Linked DNA regions of Anas platyrhynchos: region 1 is linked to region 2. A link is a contact called in public Hi-C data. All regions are on one chromosome and are shown on one strand. The core of a region is the stretch at or near the end of the contact, and the rest is flanking DNA. Distances in the headings are between cores, read along the strand shown.

The links. Hi-C and Micro-C count contacts between places; a contact is called where the count stands out from the background.
Region 1: a contact with region 2 is called in a Hi-C map of skeletal muscle, with 1.7 times the contacts expected there. The contact joins the promoter of FEM1C here to the enhancer-like site in region 2. A contact is called at or near these places in 3 of 8 Hi-C or Micro-C datasets (skeletal muscle and subcutaneous adipose tissue).

The regions. Positions count from the first base shown.
Region 1 is chrZ:64,059,474-64,064,833 of IASCAAS_PekinDuck_T2T, forward strand. It overlaps FEM1C (fem-1 homolog C), which reads right to left and starts at 1,925. Exons shown (of 3, transcript XM_027446286.3): 1 at 1,790-1,925; 2 at 808-1,503. The coding sequence starts at 1,351.
Region 2 is chrZ:64,022,070-64,027,125 of IASCAAS_PekinDuck_T2T, forward strand. LOC140000614 (a long non-coding RNA gene) reads left to right here. Exons shown (of 3, transcript XR_011805674.1): 3 at 1-5,056. Among named protein-coding and RNA genes, the nearest start is that of FEM1C, 37 kb to the right of the region's middle. Within about 2 kb of position 3,787, at least 1 of the 8 cell types and tissues checked has an H3K27ac peak or open chromatin away from gene starts, as enhancers often do. A contact at or near this core is called in subcutaneous adipose tissue, where this site is marked.

The DNA of each region.
Region 1 (5,360 bases), core at 675-3,174, 36 kb after region 2:
TGGCATGCTTTTTAGGCCAGTATCACATTCACCTAAGAGTCCAACTTGTGAAGAAAAAAAACAAGTGGTTAAACCAAGGAGCCCACAAAACTACAATCACAACCAAGTGAGAGAAACTGTCACTTTGACAGAATAATTGCAAAACAGGGGCAGAGACACGTCCTTAGTGATCTGTGCAACCCTGGAAGTCCTTCTGTTGCCGTCATAGTCACCTGAAGCCTCATTTCTTTAATCCTAATACGTGTTTTTGTTTTGACGTGGAAAAGGAAGGGCCCAAAAGGATTCAAGAATTTGAAGGGAGAGGTGGGTGAAGAGCAAAGTAGTTACTCATTTCCAAAGTAGAAAATATTTTTTCTTCTTTGTGAGTCTTTCCCCACTATAGTCTTAGTGGCATAAGCCAGTTTTAAGTACAGCCTGTTTGTTTGTTTGAAGAAACAGCATGAAAACAAATATATGCTTGGACCGTACTACTACACAAACAGACAAGTGTTTACACAGCTTTACACAAAAAAAAATTACACAGTTTACACAAAGTTTATTAGCTTTTCCCATGTTCGTATGACTTTAAGAATTTGAAGCTTAAAATTAATCAATTTAGAAAGAAGTTACACAGTCACTGTTAACAAGGAAGTATGCTGAAAAAAAAAAAACCAACACAGTAGAAACACGGCTAAATATGCTTCATCTCTTACTCATCCATACGATGAGACTGGAAGAATATTTCTGGGTGCTCGCAGCCTCCTAAAGGAGGAGGAGGAGGGAGTTCTACCCCTCTTTACCACAAGGAAAATAAAGCGATCGACTTACCCTTAACGCTTTTCCTGTTGACATCAGCTCCCTTCTCGAGCAGATACTGGGCGATCTCCTTGTGGCCTTTGTAGCAGGAGATCATCAGGCAGGTGTGCCCGTGGCGGTTCGACACCTCCAGGTCCGCCTTGTGCTCCACCAGGTACTTCACGATCTCCAGGTGCCCGTCGAAGCAGGCGGCCCGCAGCGGGGTCGAGTTGGTCAGGGTGGTGTTGTTGACCGAGGCGCCGTGGTCCAGCAGGCACTGGACCACCTTCAGGTGGCCGGCAGCCGAGGCCGCCCAGAGCGGCGGGGCCCCCTCGATGGTCTCGCCATCGAAGTTGACCGAGCCGCCGACCTCGATGGAGGCGGCGCAGTGCTCCAGCAGGTACTCCACCATCTCAAGGTGACCGTAGCGGGCCGCCATCAGCAGCGGCGTGGCCCCGTTGGTCTTCTCCGACACCAGCACCGCCACCTCCTCCCGCGTCTTGCTGGCCAGCAGCTTGGAGAGCAGCCGCAGCTTGCCATCGCGGGCCGCGTTGAACACGGCCGTCTTCAGATCCATCGGGCCCCGCTCCGCCGCCGCTCTGCCCCCTCACTGGCGGCACCACCGCCGCCCGCCGCCTCCTCGCGCCTGGGACATGGGTTGGGGACGACAGGGACAACGACGACGACAGCGACGACGACGACAACAGCACCCAGCGGCCTGCCGGCGACCTGCGGAGCACGCAGACGAGTCGCGACCGGCGAGTCGCGACAGACACCGCCCCCCCCCCCCCTCAGAGCCCCCCTCAGAGCCCCCCGAGATGGCGGCGGGGCGCGCACCCCCCCGCTCCACTCCGCTCCCCTTCGGCTCCCAACCGCCGCCCAAGCCCAGCACCCGCCCCCCATAACCCCCCATAGCCCCCCATAATTCCCCATAATTCCCCATAATTCCCCACAACTCCCCACAGCCCCCCCGGCCCCACCGAGCCCCGTGAGGCGCCCCCGGAGCCGCCGTTACCTCCCCGCGCCTCAGAGCGCAGCGCCCCGCCGCGCCGCCATGACAGCCCGACCGCCAGCCGCGGCCCTGCCAGCGGGCGCAGCGCAGCCCGAGGAAGTGCGGGGGGGGCCGGCCCGCCGCAGCCAATGAGAGAGAGGCGCGGGCGCCCGACAGCCAATGGAAAAAGGGAGGGGGCGGGACTAGGCGCGGCGGGAGGGAGGGCTGCCCCGAATGGCGGCGGGCGGGGCCGGGAGGGGAGGGGAGGGGAGGGGCGGGGCGGGGAGGGGAGGGGACGGGAGCGGGGCCGCCATGGCGGGGCGCTCGCCTCAGGGCAGCGGCAGCAGTGGGCGGCAGGACGGGCTCCTCGCCTCACGCCCGTGGAGCTAGTGGGCTGCCCGGCTCCAGGAGGCATCAGGGGGCTTCCCGGCTGGAGCACAGCCCGGCAGGGCTCTGCCCTCCTGCCCCGCTCGCTCACAGCCCCGTGGCGGACATTTTGCGGCTGTATCCGCAGCCCTGGCTCCAAGGGTGTGAGGGAGAACACGGGGGGCACCACACAACGCCTGATTTTTTCCTCTTTTTTTTTTTTTTTTTTTTTTTCATACAGAGTTTGTACAAACTCCCATTGAAACCATTCTGGGACTCGCATTAGGTTTCCAGTCAGGGCGCCTGTTGTAAAGCACTAAATCACTTCACATTATCCATCCAGGTCTTTGTGTCCCAAAAGGGCAGAGGAGGACGAGTGCAGAGCTGTAGGTTCCCTTCTCTTCACATCAGGCCGCGCAAAGGAATGAACCAAAGAAAAACCTAACCCACACCTCAGCTCTTAGCTTAGGCACTGAAACCAATGCGTCTGTATTAACATGGAAATTTCTGCAAATTTTTGACCTTGCTTTTCATCGCGGCCCAGGGGCACCCGCAGCATGGCTGTACTTCTGCTAACACACATCTCCATGATGCATATTGCAAGGAGCCATGCTCCAGGTGCTCTGTGTAGCTCATGTCCTGCCTCGGCTGTACCCAGTCCCCTACACCAGCCTGGCTGAGGGTGAAATCGGGAACTGTGTCCTCAGGCTGGAGCAAGGGCTGATGAGGGTGGACACACACTGAGAGGGAGAGGTCTGGTCCCCAAGTACCTCATTTCAACAGGGAAATGAGCATCTCTGCCCGTGTGCCCAGGAGAGTAAGGATATCACATTGTTTCCAGAGATGTCAGCTGAGCTGAGCTTTTACCTCCATAACCTCCTTGAAAACCATTCCAATATTTTGCATGCTGATTTTCTGTAGTCGTACTGAGAACTTGGAGAGAGAAATAAGAAAATGATAATCCATTTAGTTCTAATTCTTAAAAATACTTGCACAGATCATGCCAATTTTCTATGCTATTAAACTATATATATGCACACATGCATGTATGTGTATATAATGGAGATGGTTTATAGGTTAACTTCCCTAAAATATGTACAGTGGTTTAGCGATGGAAATATACTGCAGGGAACAGGTGCTGTACCACGTGTTATGGGTATTTCTGAAAGGTACAAACAAGGCAAGCTTGCAGATGGCCTCATATGCGTGCTTTTTAACAGCCTGAAGTGTCTGCTGAAATATTTCCTCTTCTCTCTCTCCATGGTCTCTGGTGCTAATTCAAGGGCCTGAAAGTACATTTACAGAAGTTGCAGTTCCCAGGGATTCTGACATCTCTGCTGTTAACAGTGGTGGCAGATGTGCACCTAGCTTTAGGTCAGCATTTGCCGAGCTTGTCAAAACAGAATTTCCCTCTAAGAAAGCAAACTCAATTTTCTTCCTCTGCTGGCAACCTGTGAGGAGAAGCTGAACTAGCTGTTATTGTTCAGCCCGGAGGAAAGAAGACTTGGGAGGTGAAAGGAGATGTGGGGCTCTTTTCAGTGGCGCCCAGTGCCAGCACAAGAGGCACTGGGCACCAGCTGGGCACAGGAGGCTCCCTCTGAACACCAGGAGTGCCACTTTGCTGTGCGGGTGACTGAGCACTGGCACAGGCTGCCCAGAGGCTGTGGGGTCCCTCCTTGGGGATCTCCAAAAGCCCCCTGGACGTGGTGCTGGGCACCCTGCTCTGGGTGGCCCTGCTGGAGCAGGGGTTGGAGCAGTGGAGGTCCCCAATGACCTCAGCCCTGTTGTGACTGTGTGTTTCTGTGTCCTCCTAACATGCATTGTGAATGACCTGCACGCCTGAATTCGTGCATCCATTCATACACTCCAGCTAGCCTGTGTGTGACCATATGTTGCCTCTCTGATGACAGTATTCTGGCTTTTTGGGAGAGGCTGTGGTAGGCTGCGTAGCAGATCTGAAGCAGCAAAACCTGTAAATTTAACACAGCAGAAGTTGAACGTAACAAAAGCAACTGCCAAAAAGAAATTATCTCCCAGAGCAACATTTGCCACTTGCAAAATATTCTCATATTCATCAGTATGGTTGTTTCAAGTCATCAGTTGGCTAAGCTGTAGATAGCAAATGGGTTAAAAATTAGCCTGCTGTGCCCTTACCATGCCATTATTAGACAGAGCCGGTGATGCTCATGCTGCTAGACCAGGAGTGAACCATGCTCTGCTGTGGTGGGATCCTCCACCTAAGCAACACTGGGCATGCACAGTGGCTTCACATACAGGTGATTGGTGACACTAAACCTTTGCTCTGTTAAAATCTGGGTCGTGTCCCTGTGACACCAAGGCCTCTCGTGTCCCGCAGGCTATACCTGTTCTGGTATGTTACACAAGTGAAACCCCAGAGGAGGCTGCCCACCGTCTCTGCGCTGCCCTCCTTTACCCCATCAGTGTTGTCCTCCTGCTCTTTTCCCTCCTTTGTGCCCAGGCCAAGGCAAGGACAGGCCTGACAGCGCTGGTGAAGATACACAGAACTGTAGTTAATAAACTCACGAGATTTCGACAGTGGGTGGAATAGAAAATACATAACATCCTCTGCTTTCTAAATATAGAACAGACATTTCACCCACCATGAAGCCTACCAGGCTAGAGGTGGCATTTGGCAACACGCATATTCAGCTCCCTCAGCTCATCAGAGCAGCCCCCTCCACTAATTCCCCAGAATACTTCCAGAAAAAGAAGGGAGCTGAGGCAGGCTCTGGGGAGTCCCAAGCGTTGGAAGCAAGCATCTCTGCGGTAAAGCTACTTCCCCGCAAGTAGGTGTCAGCAGAAGGGGTAAACCAGAGAAATGCTGCCTTTACCGAACGCAATGAGGGACAAAAAAAAAAAATAGAGCACCAGGCAGCGGCCACGATTGCGACACGGGTGTGTGGTGGTTTCTGCAGGAGCTGCGGGGTGGCTGGGAGCACCCTGAGCATGCTGCTGCTACGCCAGCCCCGGACCTTGGCTGCAAGTGCCAGCGGTGCCCCTGCCTTTTAGCTGTCCCCAGCTGCCACCAGCAGTCAGCAGCAGCATCTTGCAGCTTGGACAAGGCTGGTGACAAGGGCCACCAGCACACAGCGGTTTCTGGCTGCGTGGGTGTGTGCAGGAGTGGGTTTCTTCTCTTGTTTTCTGCCTTCGGACCATGTACGCCAGCAGCGGGTCAGACACAAGCCTGCAGCCTCTCAACCCTGTGAGT
Region 2 (5,056 bases), core at 2,537-5,036:
CTGTGCTCTCGGCATGGATGTTTGAGGCTTCGGTGTGGAGGCGGACAGAATCTCCACACCGAGCTGGCAAAGTTTAAACCCTTTGTGAATGTGAGGTACAGACTGATACTCGACCTGCAGCCATCCTGCCAAAGCAGATCTCCCCGGTAATTACCCTGCCTTTCTGAGGGACAGAAGGTTTGCTGCATCTCCTGCAGGGGGACGAGAGCCTCTCCTGCAGCCTCTTGGCTGGTGGGCTTATCTGGAGGCTTTTTGTTTGCCAGCTGGTAGCTCTGCTCTAGTCTAGAGGTAGTATTTATCTGTATGACTAATGCGCTTTGAAATGTAATGCTCATGTTGCAGGAAATGCAGTGATAATGCTACAAATTATCGATATATACATATATTCGGAGTCACTGCCTATGTAGAAAGGAGAGGGTTTGGGTCATATTAAGACAGAGACATTTTTTGCCATGACGTCTGAGATCAGATGAACGTATGCACATGCAAAAAAAAATTCTTCCGGATGAAAGAACGAGCACACCCCCCTTCCCCATGGCACTGACAGCTGAAGCACTTCACCCCTTACTGGGGTGCCAAATTTCCTGCATCTTCCATCTTTGCTATTGATTCCTCATCCATTTTCTTTTCCCTCACCTTTGCTTTTTCTTGTTTTCTCTCCCCCTTCACATTCGAGCTGTTTCTCCACTGTGCAGAGATGCAGACAGTTAACAGCCCCATCCCTGCCAGCTGTGGCTGCTGCCTTTCCCAGCCACCTGCCCAGCTTCTGCATATGCCTCATGTCGAGCTGCTGGTGGGGAAGGCACTAACCTTGGAGGCAGCAGCAGTGGAAGGAATTGAATTGTTGTCCACTCCCTGGGGAGACCAGACCTGTGTGATATATTTTCTCAATATAAGTTGCTGCTGGCAATAAGAGGAGAGAAAGCCGCCCGTTGGTTTCCCTTCACACACTCGTCCCTCCCAGTGATATATGTACTCTCTGTGTTTTCTTCTCCTCAAATTATGCCATTCACAGGAAGTCTCCTCGTCTAAGAGATTAGGGAGAAAATAACTGTTTACACAAATCAGCTGCAGGCTGGAAGATGTTACACGCTGCAAAAAGCCAGCTGGGTCTTCTTATTGGAACCTGTTGGTTAAAATTATATCAAGATAATGGGACGAGAAGTCCAATTAAAACCTTCTTGTTTTCTGTTTTAGCATCACTGGAAGGTACCCCATGGACAAAAGACCTGTCCTGCAGTTTTGCAAAATTAATGCTATTTATGAAATTACACTTCAAGCAACAAGAAAGCGTGGCCAATCTGGAGAGTTAAAGGTATTATTTTTTTTTCTACACTAAGGCAATAAATCAAACATTAATGCAAAATATGTTTTGTGTGTGGTTTATGTAAGGCAGATAAATAAAATAATCCCAGTAGTCATATCTGTGAAAGAGCAGCTTTTGCCATTCCTCTTTGAAGGGCTCTCAGCAGGCCTTATCTTCTCAAAATCTCAGACTGACAACCAAATTCTGGAAATGTGAAAGCAAAGCTCCAGAAAAAACATGAATTTAATAGGCACAAGCAACACCAGAGATGTCATTTACCAGCTATGGATGGCATCGCATCTGGACTTGGTGATTATGGGAAGCCATTTGATAAAAACATCAGAACAGGCACTTTTTTTAAGGAGAGAAATTTTATTTTTAAGTGCAGTCTTTTTTTTTTTCTTTTTCTTTTTTTTTTTTTCTTTTTTTTTTTTTTCTTCCAGGCAGAGGTTTTGATGTTTTGCCCAGATTTGGCTCATCTGGCTCCCACCTCAGTGCCTGAACCTGTCCAAAATCCCACTGCTGTTCAGTGCAGGAGCATGGGGTACAGACCAAGGCAGGCTGGCAAGCAGGAGCTTGCCACCCAGGTCAAAACCAATCTGGGCTAGCAAGCATGCTTCTCCAGTAGCACAAAATGATGCTGGCTTTGTTCCTTTGCAAAAGGCACAGGAGGGCTGCCAGAGCATGATACTAAACCTGTCTGCCAAGGCTGGCATTTCAAAGCAAGAGTGCACCTCCTCAATTTTTTATTAAATTAAAAGAAAAAAAAAAAAAAAAAAAAAAAAAAAAAAAAAAAAGTCATGCTTGGGGACAACAAGAAAACAGACATGCTAGAGTTTGGCTTGCTTATGGGCTGGCTGCTGGTGTCAGCCTGGATACTGCGTGCTGCTCTGCTCCTGGCACCCTTTGCAAGAGCTGTGCTTTGCAGCCTCTCCTCCTGTTATAAAACACAACTGAGAGGCACAAGAGCCATCATCCTGGGTCAGGCTGACACAATACGTGGCTTTAACTATGATTGCCCAAGTCCTAAACAAAGTCTTAAATACAGGTTTTCTAATAAATATATAAAAAAAAGGTGTCATGCACTAAACAACTGTTTGCACATAGCCTTGGTGTTGCAATCCCATTTATCAAAGTGCCCTGAAGGTCATCCCTTGTGCTTCCAAACGTATTTGGAAGGTTTTTTTTCTTTTCTTTTTTTCTTTTTTTCTGTTGGCTTTCCAGCCAGATGGGTACCAGCGCTGGTGTGTGTCACCCCAGCGAAAACACCACCAAGGCAGCCACTGAGCTCTTTGTGGCTCCCCCACACCTCTGTGTTTTGCGGGGTTTTGTAAGGCAAATTCTTTTCTAGCACGCTAACCACTTCATGGCCACGCTCCTGGCCACTGCTGTGTGCCAGCCTCTGCTTGCTGGGGCGCGTGAGGCTCCCACAGTGCAAGCTGTGCTGCGCCAGACATGGGGCCTGCGGCTGGAGCTGTGCCCTGTCCTGGTTAGTTAGGCATTCAGTGCGGGCTCAGCCAGCTAATGAGATGAGAAAAGAAGCACATTTGATGTTAGCTTAACTGTACCGGTCCATTTTCTCCTTCCTCCTATTATCCCATTATTTTTTTTTTTCCTCTCTGACGCATGCACAGTTCTCATATTTTGGAGGAATTAACTTGTGAACGAAAGTGCTACATTTCATCAGTCATGCTATTTATTTTTTGTGAAGTCCTTTGCTGCTGCTTGCAGTGAAAAGCCTCTTACCATGCTATTATGTGAAAACGCAGAACAAAACATGCACCTTCCTACTGCTATTACTTTTTGTCTTGTTGCCTAAACCACCCTGGCAGGAAATAAGTTTCTTCCTTGGGGTAAAATGCTCCGTATAACAGTTTCACATCCCTGAAGGAGAAAGGGATGGCATTTCTCCAGCTGGTCTGGCTGTTTTTCCATCTCCATTTTGTTAGTTTAAAGATGGTATTTTGTAATTTTATGCAGGTCACTGGATAGGGAGCACTAGACAGAGGAAAGCCAAGTCAGTCAGCAAGTCCTCGCAGCACCTGCAGCAATCACCCCTCCAGGTGGGGGCATTAACTGTGCTGGACCACCTGTCTGCGGGTACACTTATGGCAGTCATGCCATGGTATGTTATGTTCAGCAACAGACACGAACCCCCAGAGCAGGGGGGTGAAAACTAGATGATCTTTAAGGTCCTTTTCAACCCAGGCCGTTCTATGACTTTCACAGCTTCACGAGGGTCATGTTAGAAGAGGTCTTACACAAACCACAGCTCTCTGGAAACTGCTGAAATAAAACGCTGGTGATGTCAATGAAAGGGATAGGGAAAAAAAAAAAAAGTGAGATTTTGGTATTCAGACGGGCCAACATTCCTGTACTTACTAACTTATTTGTTTAAAGGCAACCTCATTAGTGATGTCAAGCTGAGCTCTCCAGAGGCCTATCCTGGCAGCTGGCAGTGTGTTTGCTTTGTTGTAATGGTGAGATATTTTTAAACAGGGCCAAAGGAACTGTGCAGTGTGACCTTGCCTTGCACAAGCACTGCATTTTCAGAAGCTTAGGAAAGTATTTTTGCCCTTGGAAGAGCGCGTGCATATTTTAGCTCTTATTTCCAATATTGGAAATCATCTTTTCCTATGCAAGTGCTGTAACAGAGACGTGGTATCTCACAGGCAAACCTGGTTTCCATAAAGAAGCTGCAGCTGACAGCACACAGCCTGAGACCCCAAGAGACCCTGGCTTCCTTCCTCCCACTCCTAAAAGTTTCCTGTGTCGTCTTGCCAGCTGACTATTTCTGTGTTCCCGGTTTCTTTGCCTATTAGTAAAATGGCAGTGCGTCTCCTGGGGATGTTTTGTGACTTAAATCACTTGCTCTAAGGCCCTGGGATGAAAGGCTCCATAAAAGTCCAGTGATAAATACAGCCAAGATTGCAATTTAGTTAAAGAGCTTCAATTATTTATGGAAAGAGGAAATGTAAACCAGAAGCTGCCAGATGTTCATTGCACTCCTTTTGGAATACCCTTGTCAATAGCTTAGCATGATGTGGTGCTGCTGGGGAGATTTTTCGGCTCCCCGCCTCTTCGTGCATCTCCCGTTAGAAAGAAATCCAGACCAGCAGTTCCTATCTTAGCAGCTCTATGTATCGCTATCTGCACACCTATGGCCTTCCACAACAGATATTGACACAAATAAAATATCTGCTGGTGTTTACTCTGGGATAAGACATCCCCATTATCTTGCTACTTGGCACAGATCACGCGGGAGGAAGTATTTACACCCTCTCCTTTAAAACACAATCCAGCTGGGGAGAGAAGCGTGCGTCACAGGGATGGGAGGGAGGATTTATTGCATCCAAGTTGGAAGTATTTAAATAAATATGGGCAACAGCTCTGCACTTGGTGTTGTGTCTGTACCTCCAGGTCTGCTGCAGAACTACAGCCCAGAAAGCCACGGTGGCAGGCAGTGCTGGTCCCAGAGCAGGGAAAATGCAGAGCATGCACAATGTGCTGCCTGGGGCTCTGGGGTGGGCAAGGCAGCCCAGAGCCACTTCAGGTCCATGGCTTTACTGCCAAAAAATGAGCAAAACAATGCTGAAAACAGGAGTCACTCCCCCGGTCCCAGCACAGAGGTTATGCAGCTTGCAGTGCTCACAGCAACTGTCCTGTGCTGGGTGCACACTGCTCTCGGTGTGTCCTCCCTTTGGAGGTGATGATGGCTGAGACTAGGAAGGAATGACCAAAACCCCCCGT